4 separate regions of the Sus scrofa genome follow, and regions 1, 3 and 4 are each linked to region 2. The links are chromatin contacts, called in public HiChIP or PLAC-seq and promoter capture Hi-C maps. All regions are on one chromosome and are shown on one strand. Each heading gives the region's core, a stretch centred on a gene start, on an enhancer-like site or on the middle of the called end of the contact. The rest is flanking DNA. Distances are from core to core; before and after follow the strand shown. Region 1 holds the start of PDXK (pyridoxal kinase). Region 2 holds the start of U2AF1 (splicing factor U2AF 35 kDa subunit). Region 3 holds the start of HSF2BP (heat shock factor 2-binding protein). Region 4 holds the start of RRP1 (ribosomal RNA processing protein 1 homolog A).

Region 1 (2,700 bases), core at 82-2,581, 420 kb after region 2:
CTGGAGCCCGTCGTTGCCGAAATTCGGCCTCTGTCTGCCAGTGCCGAATGAAAATGCAGAGACAGAGTTTTGGGTGCAGGAGAAAAAGGCAGCTTTATTGCTGTGCCAGGCAAGGCGGCTGCAGCGGGCAAATGCCTTAAAGACTGTGCCCGCCTTGGAAGGGATTAGGAGGGCACAGTCTTTATGGTTTTCTATGGTTTGGGGAGTGGAAAATAGGGCCGCAGATAAGCATCAGGGTGGAGGCCAGCTTGCATTGTCTTTCAGAGCTGGTGTTTAGTGGCCCCAGGTCTGGTGCTGGGTCCTCCTTCTTCCCGGAAGGAAGATGCTTCGGGAGCAGTTCTTCCCTTACCGGGGGTTTCAGTTCTGCAGAAAGGCTCAAAGAGAGTCTCGCTATTCCACCGCCCTGCCCCAGGGCTGTCCGGCTCCTCCCTGCTCTCTGCATCCCCTCCCCTCCCTGAGGAGCAGCTGCCCGTGGGAACTCAGGGAAGGTCCAGGAGGCTGAGGTTTAGTCCCCAAAACAAGACATGGAGGCCACAGAAAGGCTTGTGTGTCCAGGAGCCCCACAGGACACTAGCACGCTTACACTGCGGCCTAGCGCTGGTCGCGCGGTGGCCGGAGGGGCAGGGCACTGCACCGGGTTCCGGGCTCTGTAGGCCCCAGGCGAGGACCCGCCTGGCCCGATGGGGCCTGGGCGAGGGAACCTGCAGGCCCGCGGCCCTCCGCTCGCACCCTTGCCAGGTTCCACTCCCAGGGCGCCACGTCCCTGCGTTTCCACGTTGGGAAGGGTCCTTGTCTGACCCGCCGGGGAGGCGCCAATGACTGCGGAGCCCTGGGGTTAGAGGCGGGCGCAGGAGCAGGACAGGGGACCTCGGGAGCGAACGAACGACTCAGGGAGCGGATAATGAAGGCTCGGGACACCGCAGCGCCTTCCTCGGTAAAATCGAAAGTGCAAAGCCGGCGTTTTGGACGGTGGCCGCCCACGTGCCCGGAGCGCCGAGTGACGCGGGCGGGTCGCCGGGGGCCAGGGGTGCGGTCTGCAGTTGCCGGTCCCCAGGGAGGGCCCGGGGGCGGGGCCTCGCGGATGCCCCTCCCCAACCCGCCCCCCGGCCCGCCCCGCGCAGCGCGGGCCCCGCGGGTTCCCAGCCGCGCTGAGGTCAGAAGGAGGCGGCCTGTCGTCCGAGCCGAGCGCCTGCGCCGAGCGGGGACGCGGCAGAGCGCAGCCCGAGCGCGGCGGGAGCCGAGCGGAGCGGATCGGAGCCCCAGCGCGCGGCGGAGACGCTGACCCCGCCCGGCCCCGCGCCGCCCCGGCAGGCCAGGCATGGAGCAGGAGTGCCGGGTGCTCTCCATCCAGAGCCACGTCGTCCGCGGCTACGTGGGCAACCGAGCGGCAACGTTCCCGCTGCAGGTACGCTTACGTAACGCAGCGGTGTCCCCGCGCCCGGCCGTGCGGGCCCGCGGAGGGGTGGCCGCAGCCCGATTGCGTGACCTTGGCCAGGCCACCCGGGCGGCCCCGAGGCCCCCCTTCGGGAGCGCGGGCTGGCCGAGGCGGGCGCGGGAGGCAGGCGCTTGGCGGGGGCGGGGTGGCCCTTGAGCCCCTGCGGATGGATGGGATGGGGCAGAGATGGGAGCACCGGGTTAGGATGAAGCCCGGGTGCCTGAGCTGTGCGCACCTGCCAGCCCCCGCCCCTTCCCGCCGGCGCGACCCCGGGGCTAAGAAAGAGCGGCGCCGCGACCCGAGATCCCGAGAAAGAGGGCCTGGGTAGGCAGGTGTTTGCTTTGCTCACCTGGTGAGCGCCCCCTCCATCCCTGTCCCCTGCGGGTCAGGACGCCAACAGGGAAGGGGAGGAGTAATCTCGCAGTGAGGCCCGGGAGGTCAGGGAGGGGGCCGGCCTGCGGCTCATCATTCCTGGGAGGTGGTCCCCTGGAGGACGATGGGGCGGAGAAGGCCCGCCTGCAGGTGTGGTGTTGGCGCTGAAGCAGGCAGGCCCAGAGGCCACTTCACGCCCCTGCAGGCTCTGGCTTTAGCAGCTGCTCTCTGGCTGCACTGGGCTTCCTCCCGCCTCCTGCCCGGCCTCCTTGAGGCTCGGGTCTCCCTGTGGCTCATCAGCCAGCAGCCGCTGCTTCCTGTTGCAGCCTCAGGGTTACTGTTGGGCAGCCCTGGGAGGAGAGGTGGAGGCCTGAGTGCAGGGGAGAGTCATGCTCGGGTGTCGGCATTGGGGCACAGGCCCGTGCTTACTGGCGGGCTCAGCAGGAGGCTGGCGGTCCAAGCAGGGTGGCTGCGCTCTTGGACCACTCACCTTCCGTCCATTGTCCCTGGGCCGGGTCCCTAAGCTGGGAGCAGACCTCAGGCCCCTGCTGTGTGTGCCCTGTTCCCATGCTGGGCCCTCGAGGACATAAAGGACCACTCTCACAATGGCCTGTGGGGTGCCGGCTGGCTAGAGGGACGGTGGGGAGGGGTGGAGCTGCCTCGGTGGAGCTCGAGGGCCCACCTCAGGCTGGCCTCTTGTCCCCAGAGGAGGAAAGAGTGGGGCAAAGACTTGAAGGTGAAAAGTACAAGGGTTCAAGGCCAAAGTGACCTGCCTGGCTGGCCCTGATCTGTGAGCACACCTGTGTGTGGTGCTTCAGCTACCTGGTCCTTGGTCCTCCTGTTCCAGGTGGTGGAGGGCAAGCCAGAGGGGACAGCCAGGGTGCCCACCTGAC
Region 2 (2,700 bases), core at 127-2,626:
AAGTAGTATCAAAACGTTATCTACACCAAACTTAGGGGTTTATCATTAAAAACACATTCGCATAAGCCTCGTACAGCCTTGAAGGATCCCGAGATGTGAACCACTTACCCAAAGAATAAAATAAGCTTAGTCTTTAGGTTTGCGAACTAACAATTATCCTCCAAAGTGTCTGAAAACATTCCCCTTAGTCTAAACTTTGCATTGGAAATTCATACGTGGCAAAGTCAAAAATATTTTAAAAACTTCAGGCTAGCCATCGCTTAGGGAAGACACACAACCTTAAAAAAGAAAAAACTCTCTACCTCGTTCTTATGTTGGAATTGCATTTTCAAGTGTTCTAGAAGCAGATTGTGCCTCTTAGGCTAGTTAACCGTAATCTCATCAAACGTCCTTACGATCAGCCCAGATCATCGATTAAGCACAGAGGAGCCTTATTAAGTGGATAAAACCCCAACGGTTCGGACCCTAAGTTACCAGACGATTTAACTCGGGCGAGGTCTGTACTACGGCTTGCCCGACGCGACCTCAAAAGCTGAAAGTTGCGGGGATTGGCAACGCTGACAACTTCAGCGCAACTCGGACGGCTCCGGAGACCCGGGGGCGCGGGGGCCCCGTCGCCGGTAGGTGGGCCGCCGAGGCGCCCCGGGCGGGAGCAGCCGCGCCGCCCGAGCGGAAGCCCGCCGCCCGCCCGGGCCCGTCGCCCGCCCGCTCGGGCGCACGAGGCGGCGGCGCGGCTCCCGAGGCCGGAAGGGCCGCCGCTCCCCTCCCCCGCCGGCCCGCCGGGCCTCCCGCCGCCTCCCAGGCCCCGAGGCCGAGCCCGCTCGCGCGCCGCCCGCCCCCGCGGCCCGAAACCCGGCGGCCGGTTCCCACTCACTTGTCTTTCTCGGTGCCGAAGATGGAGGCCAAGTACTCCGCCATTTCCCACCCGCCGCCGCCGCCGCCGCCACCGCCGCCGACGACCCCGCCCGACGCCCGCGGGAGACGTCACCCGGACGCGACGACGCTCGCTCCGCCCCGACGGCGCGGGGGTCGCTGCCCAATCCGAAGAGGCGCTGCCTGCGCGTGGGCGGGACTTGGCGGGCACGGGAGGTGCCGCCCGCCAGCGCCCCCTTCCGGCACTCCCCCTGCCCCGCACCCGCGCTTCCAGCTCCGCCGGCCCGCGCTCCCAGCGCCCTGGGCCCAGGCCGAGGTCCCCGACCCCGCCGGCGCCCCCGGAGGGCCCGGGGAAGCCGAGCACGCAAACGGCGGTCGGGAGGCGGCGGGTAGGGGCTTCTCCACGCAGTCCCCGGGGCTAGGCCCGGGGCGCGCGTGCCCCGCTTGGGCGGGTTCTGCGGAGCTCTGCGAGGTGCAGGCTCCCCTTCCTCGTACTTTCGCTGTGGGACAACCCCGCCCTCACCGCCTTTCGAGCCCTTCCTCCGGGAAGATCCCCCGCTCCTCCAGCGCCCTCGTGGGTTGGAACGGAGCCGGGGTGGCCCAACGCCGCGGGCCCCGGGAAATGCGCCGCTAGGGCCTGGGCCCGACCGGGAAAAGCCTGGCGGGTTCGGAGGCTCCGATCGCCCAGGAGGCCGACTGCGCGAGACCCACTGCAAAAACCAGGGGCGGCTCTGCTTTAGGGACGTCTAGTAGCTCCCGGCGCGTAAACCCTAAAAGCCCCGGAAGAGCCTCGGCGCGGGGAAGCTCCGGGGAGAGGGGCCGGGCAGAGCTGAGCACGAGGTTACAGACCCACGGGGGCGCCGGACCCTTCCCCCAGAGCTATCCATCTCCGGTTACCCTAGTTTGTTCTGTTTAGGGCAGTTCCTTTCCACCCACCGTTTCCCCCACCTTGCCTTTTTTCATGTAACCTTACATCCTGGAGGTGGCTCCGAAGGACTACGTGGTCATGTCCTGACCGCTTTTGTGGCTCCACTGTGTGGTGGTGAATCGCTTATTCAACCAGTCCCCTGTGGATGGGCACATGGATTGTTGCCAGTCTCACTTTTACTAGCAATCCTACACCAAGTGCCCTCCTGCGGGCTTCTTTCTGTTTGGGGGGCAGATGGACACTTGTTGTATTTGCTCCGCCAGCGCTGCAATCTCAGGGGTTCCCATGTAAACTGAAGAAGCAGCATGGACGTTTATTCCTAGAGGAGGACTACACAAACATTGTTTTTCTAGCAGAAATGTTTACTATTTTGGTGGTCTCTAGGGTGTTAAAATTTGGTATAAGACACATTTGAGAGTGATTTTCATGCTAAGGGCAAATGGTGATCAGACGCTCGTTGAGCCCCAGAGTGGTTCCGAGGACCCTGGACGTCCTTGTGGTTTGAGAATCTCTGTTTATGTAGTGGGTGTCATAGCAGCGGCTGTGATCCTATTTGTACTGTTGGGAAGGGGGACCTTTTCCCCTCTGCTTGTCTTGGGTTCTTGTGGCTGGACCTACAGTAAAACTGACACTGGACGGATGAGCAGGAGTTTCCCTGTGGCACAGCTGGTTAAGGGTCTCGCGTTATCATTTGCTGTGGCCTGGGTTCACTCCCTAGTGGGGAAACTTCCGCATGCCTGGGGGGTGAGGCCAAAAATAAATAAACAGGAGAAAAAGAAACTTTCTAATTCATGCTTGCATGGAGGTTGCATAGAAATGGGACCTGAGAAGCGGCCAAAGCAGGCAGCTTTTATACATTTTAGATAAAGAAATGGTGAAATTGTGAGGAATTGACAGGA
Region 3 (2,789 bases), core at 268-2,767, 370 kb after region 2:
TCCGGGGCCTCCCCGAGCCCCCGAGCAAGGCCCAGGCAGACCCCGCTGAGCGCGGGGGAGCCGAGGGCAAGAGCGCGAACTCGCGGGCGGCGGCCCGCGCCTCGGCACCGACCCGAGCCTCGGCACTGACCCGGCGCGGCTCCTCAGCGCCGCCAGCCTCGCCCATGGCGGCGCGGTCTCGGCTCCGTGCGCCTGCGCGGGCGCGCACGCGCGGACCCCTCACGCCGGCGAGCGCGGGAACGCGTCCACGCCGGGGTCAGGTACGGGGAGCCGCGAGGCTCAGACCTCGTAGAGCTTTCGCTGCATCGCGGTCCCCACGGGCCGGGGGTGTGGAGGCGAGATCCCGCGTGGGCTCGTCCGGCTTTGGCCGAGGTCGTAACTTGTTAACTGCAAAGAAGAACAGGGAGACCCACGTGTCAGTGTCCAGTGAAATCACTCGATTCGGGTCCTTGATGTTTGGCGAGGGGTGTTATTTAGACTAAGGGGCCATGCGTTCACGCGAAGCAGCCGCCGGCGGCCCCTCTCGCGCGCTCAGCTCCAAACTCCATTCGCGAAGGTCGAAGCTTTCTGACAACAGGCTCCGCCGGCGGCGGCGGCGGTGTCTGCCCCAGATAAGGGAGCCTCAGTCCGGCCAGCAGGTTAAGGAACTGAGACGACCCCATGGACTGGGAGACATCGTTTGGTCCATTCACTAGCCCCCATATGCCCACTGAGTTCGTAACATATGGTGCAAGCTCTGGGTTCAAAGGTACCGGTTACGGGAGTTCCCGTGGTGGCTCGGTGGTTAACGAATCTGACTAGGAACCATGAGGTTGCAGGTTCGATCCCTGGCCTCGCCCAGTGGGTTAAGGATCTGGCGTGGCCGTGAGCTGTGGTGTGGGTCCAAGACGCAGCTCGACCCCGAGTTGCCATGACTGTGGTGTAGGCCGGCGGCCATAGCTCCCATTAAACCCCTAGCCGGCGAACCTCCATATGCCGTGGGTGCGACCCTGGAAAAATACAAAAACACCAAAGAAAAAAAAAGGTACCGATTATCGCACAACTAGGACTTCTGTCCAAAGCCGGACACAAGCCGACACTGTCCGAGTGCCCGGAGTACGCGCTCTCCAGGCCCGCGGGTGCACGCACCAGCACACGCACCCAGTCCTCGCCCCGGCTCCGGGCGCCCCTCCAGCGGGCTGCCCGCAACCTCCCGCCAGAACCCCGTTCCCACCGCGGCCCGAGGAGGCCAACGTAAAAACCCGGTGCCGTGTATCTCCCGGGAACAGCTGCGGGTCGGTTGGATGGAGATTTTGTGAAGTGGGCAAGATTCCAGACCACGCAAAACTGGCCCTCCGTCTCTTCCCGGCCTACACCCAGCGCTGGCTAACCTCGCCCTCAACGGCCCGAGCCTTGGCGACCGAGAGGCAGCGGCGGCGGCGGAGAGGCGCGACGCGCACCGGAGGAGCGTCGCTCCGCCGGGGCCCGGCCCGCAGCTCGCGGAACGCTCTGCGAGCGGCGAGCGGCGCCTTTGTGACGTCATCAGCCCGCGCGCCGGCGCCTTCTGCGCAGTCGCGGCACGGCGGCGGGCGCTCGGCGGCGGCGGGCTGCGGCCGGGGATGCTCCAACGGGCGCGATGGCCCCCGCCATGCAGCCGGCCGAGATCCAGTTCGCTCAACGGCTGGCGTCCCACGAGAAGGGCATCCGAGACCGGGCGGTGAAGAAGCTGCGCCAGTACATCAGCGTGAAGACACAGAGGGAGACAGGTGGGCTCCCTGCGGTCCGCCGCGCACATGGCGGCCGGGGTGGGGGAGCGGGGGTGAGGGGAGGGAGCCGCGGTGGGGGGGGGGTCCTGGCGGGAGTGGGGGGCGGGCCCGGGGAGCCGCGGGCGGAGCGGGGAGAGCGTGCGGCACAGCCGTGTGCTTCTCTGTGTCCACTTCCTGCGGGGTCTCCACCGGTTCTCCGGTTGAGCGGCGGCGGCGGAGGGGGTTAGGTGGTCCGCTGAGGGTCCCGGTGAGCCGGAAAGCCGAGAACCGTCCCAGTCTGCCCTCCCAGAGCTTGCACGTGGGATCAGTGCACTCACCTGTTTGATTCTGGTGCGCTCTTCCTTGAGTCACGCCTTCAGTTGACCAGGACGGAGAAGTCCGAATCCCTACCCCCGAGGAATTTATCCCGGGAAATCTGGCGGGGGGGGGGGGGAATAGATAACTGAAACGGAACTCGTGTAAGTGGAGTAAAGGAAATGAAAACCGAGGAACGGGGAAGCTCCTCTCCAAAGACTGTTGCAGGGAGGCCTCTCGGGGTGATGTTCTCCAGATCTGAGCCGGGGCACGAATGAGGAGCTGGAAGAGCGGTAAGTGAGAGAGAGGGAGGGTGTTAGGACGCGAGTTGGGAAAGTAGGCAGTGGCCAGGTCACAGCGGGCTCTTCAGTTTGGGTTTTAACTGCAGCGGGGTGCCATTGAGGAATCGTATTTACCCGGTCCGGTGTAAACCTTTGAAGGCATGGATTACAGTGCGGTGAAGTTTTTTATTGCACTGAGGAAAAGTCCGATTTGCTGCTAGTGTTAATACATTGAGTCTGTTTTAAAGAATGGATGTCTCCCCCTGTGCTGATCGCTCAGTTAGCCTTCTTTTGAAGGCTTCTGGGAAAAAGAAGATAAACTCTCCTGGGAAGTCCTAGGAAGAGGAACGAAGCCAGACTTCCTGACTTCAAATCTGTTAGGGTCTTCCTGACAGACTTGATTTCCTCTTATTCCATAAATGTTGTGTGTTCCTAAACCGAACTTTCTAACCCAGACCTTTGCTGCTTG
Region 4 (2,700 bases), core at 148-2,647, 460 kb after region 2:
AGAAAGAGTCGGCTGAGGCCCATTCTCCCAAACACTACCGTCACCCCTAAGACAACAGCTCTTCTGCAGTGTAGACTAACGTCTAGCCTATGAGCAAGCTCTCCCAGTCATTCCCAAAGGACCCCAAAATATATATATTTTTCCCACTCAGCAGCATATAGAGTTCCTGGGCCAGGGATCCAAGCTGAGACTGCCAGATCCTTAGCCCACTGTGGCCCCCAGAGATGGAACCTGTACCCCAGCCCTCCAGAGGTGCACCTGATCCTGTTGGGCCTCAGCCAGAACTCCCCAAGTGAATTTTTAGCTTTTTAAAAAACCAGGATCCAGGGTCATCATGGCTCAGCAGTAACGGACCTGACTAGGATCCTTGGGGATGCAGGTTCCATCTCTGGCCTTGCTGGGTGGGTGAAGGATCCAGCATTGCCCTGAACTGTGGTGTAGGTCACAGACGCGGCTCAGATCTAGCGTTGCTGTGGCTGTGGCTATGGCCTGGGACCTTCCATATGCCACGGGTGCGGCCCTAGAAAGCAAAAATAAATAAACCAGGACCCAATCGAGATTTGCATATTGCACCCCCCCCTTTACACATGCTTCACCCATGCCTGCCTTCATGGCGTAACTGTGAAGAAAGTCGGACTCTCAGGGCTGGGATCCAGATTGCCTCCTCGACGGGCCTTCCTCCATGTCCTGAAGCTGGGGTGCACTCCAACAGGCTGGACGAGGTCAGAGCAGCCCACCCCACCTGTGCTGCTGCAGGGTTGGGGTGCCCGCCAGCGGTGGCACACCACTGCAGGTGGCGGGACCGTCCCACAAACCCGGTCCCTGACCACTTCCCTGGGCTGTTGTGGCACTTTCTTTTTCTTTCTTTGGTTTTTAGAGTCGCACCCCGAGCACATGGAAGTTCTAGGCTAGGGTGTTGAATCAGAGCTGCAGCTGCTGGGCTACATCACAGCCACAGCAACAACTGGATCCTTAACCCACGGAGCGAGGCCAGGGATCGAACCCTCAGTCTCACGGTTCCCAGTCGGATTCGTTTCCCTGTTGGGGCATTTTCTCAGGACCTTCTCGGAACCAACGATTCACTGGAGGCTGCGCAGGGTCTTCCGCCACCTCCACCTCCACCGCTCCTCTGTCTCTGCTCCCTGACATTCACTGCTAAGGCAGGGCCTTCCGTCAGCAGCTGGGGGTGAACTACAGCCACCCACCCTCAGCAAAATAATATAATAATAATAATAATAATAAAAGGCGGGCAAACGCTTAAGGACATCCCTTTAATACCCAGGGTCCAGAGTGAAAGTCCGCCAACACTGACGCGGCATTGTCGTTGCGGGCCACGGCCACTAGGAGGTGGTGGCGTAGGCCCCGGCGAGGCCGGCGCGGCCCGGTGACGTCAGACTCCGCGCCGGAGCTAGGCCCGCGCAGGCTGTGACATCACGCCGCGCGCCCAGGCGAAGCGGTGCGGTAGCGGAGGTTGAGGGGTCTCCACGCGGTCGCTATGGGTCCGCGGGTGCAGCTTCCGCCCGAGATCCAGCTGGCGCAGCGCCTGGCGGGGAACGAACAGGTGACCCGGGACCGGGCGGTGAGGAAGCTCCGGAAATACATCGTCGCCAGGACGCAGCGGGCCGAAGGTGGGCGCGGTTCGGCGAGTTGGGGGCGGAGGGGGCCGGGGGGGCCTGAGGGGCCTGGCGGGCAGGGGGACGCGGGGCGTCCGCGGCCCCGGCCCCTTCCAACGGCGTGGGTCTTCCACGTGGTCGGGCCGTGCGCGCGGGGCCTGCGTGGGTGCTTCCACCCGCTTGCCGCCCACCCTCGCTGCTTTGAAGGTTCTCGGCGCTCACTTTGTGTTGCGGTGACCGCGTGTCCCTCAGCGTGGACTCCCGCTCCCCAGCCCCTTAGCTCCTTTTCCCAGCTCAGACCTGCCTTCTCTGGGAACCAGTCCCCCTTCCCAGCCCTCAGTCCATATATCCCGCTATCCCTGGTACCCACTGTTTGGGCACCGTTTATTTTCCCCTCAGAGCGGCATTTTTCAGTGTTGGAGGTTTTCTCTCGTGTCCGAGTTTCACTGTGGTTTGCGCTGCTCAGAGAACGTGCTTCTTAAGCGTTCTATATAACAGTGGTTCTCAAAATGTGACTCCAGCTGCAGCTGGTCATTTGTTAGAAATGCAGATTCTTGGCAGGTGGGCCAAGAGTGTGTTTTAAGAAACCCTCTGGGTGATGGGATCCTTTTGCTAAAGTCTGAGAACCATTGCCCAGGAACATTGCCAGACACCGTAGTCAGGACCCCAGTGTGTTCCCAGTGAGTGACTTTATACATCCGCTTTCATAACTAGTCTGAAGTAGCTAACTTGTAATTGAAGATTTGAAAAGCGGGAGTTCCCTTTGTGGCTCAACAGGTTAAGAACCCAGCTGGTATCCATAAGATGCAGGTTTGATCCCTGGCCTGGCTCAGTGGGTTAAGGATCCGGCATTGCCATGAACTGAGGTGTAGGTCACAGATGTAGCTCTAATCTCTCATTGCTGTGGCTGTGGTGTCGGCCGGCAGCTGCAGCTTGGATTTGACCCTTAGCTTGAGAACGTCCATATGCCATGGGTGCGGCCGTAAAAAGACAATAGACAAACAAAGAAAAATCATAGATCTCTGGTGTGACACTGGGCGAATTGTTGCCAACACGTTTGCCTGTGTAGCTACCATCCAGCCTAGGA

Evidence for each region. Promoter capture Hi-C pulls out the DNA fragments that hold promoters and counts their contacts. HiChIP or PLAC-seq counts read pairs in DNA pulled down with a chosen protein or histone mark.
Region 1: a promoter capture Hi-C map of liver shows a contact between it and region 2, with 2.7 times the contacts expected there. The contact joins the promoter of PDXK here to the promoter of U2AF1 in region 2. A contact is called at or near these places in 1 of 5 promoter capture datasets (liver) and 1 of 2 datasets of contacts at active chromatin or transcription factors (alveolar macrophages).
Region 3: an H3K27ac HiChIP or PLAC-seq map of alveolar macrophages shows a contact between it and region 2. The contact joins the promoter of HSF2BP here to the promoter of U2AF1 in region 2. A contact is called at or near these places in 1 of 5 promoter capture datasets (liver) and 2 of 2 datasets of contacts at active chromatin or transcription factors (alveolar macrophages and skeletal muscle).
Region 4: a contact with region 2 is called in an H3K27ac HiChIP or PLAC-seq map of skeletal muscle, with 4 times the contacts expected there. The contact joins the promoter of RRP1 here to the promoter of U2AF1 in region 2. A contact is called at or near these places in 1 of 47 Hi-C or Micro-C datasets (heart right ventricle) and 2 of 2 datasets of contacts at active chromatin or transcription factors (alveolar macrophages and skeletal muscle).

Annotation. Positions count from the first base shown.
Region 1 is chr13:206,675,574-206,678,273 of Sscrofa11.1, forward strand. It overlaps PDXK (pyridoxal kinase), which reads left to right and starts at 1,332. Exons shown (of 11, transcript NM_213943.1): 1 at 1,332-1,405. The coding sequence starts at 1,332.
Region 2 is chr13:206,256,321-206,259,020 of Sscrofa11.1, forward strand. U2AF1 (splicing factor U2AF 35 kDa subunit) reads right to left here and starts at 1,377. Exons shown (of 8, transcript XM_021071048.1): 1 at 875-1,377. The coding sequence starts at 918.
Region 3 is chr13:206,627,634-206,630,422 of Sscrofa11.1, forward strand. It overlaps HSF2BP (heat shock factor 2-binding protein), which reads right to left and starts at 1,518. Exons shown (of 9, transcript XM_021071073.1): 1 at 1,371-1,518; 2 at 131-387. The coding sequence starts at 166. It overlaps RRP1B (ribosomal RNA processing protein 1 homolog B), which reads left to right and starts at 1,543. Exons shown (of 15, transcript XM_021071070.1): 1 at 1,543-1,745. The coding sequence starts at 1,616.
Region 4 is chr13:206,721,194-206,723,893 of Sscrofa11.1, forward strand. RRP1 (ribosomal RNA processing protein 1 homolog A) reads left to right here and starts at 1,398. Exons shown (of 13, transcript XM_021071076.1): 1 at 1,398-1,628. The coding sequence starts at 1,496.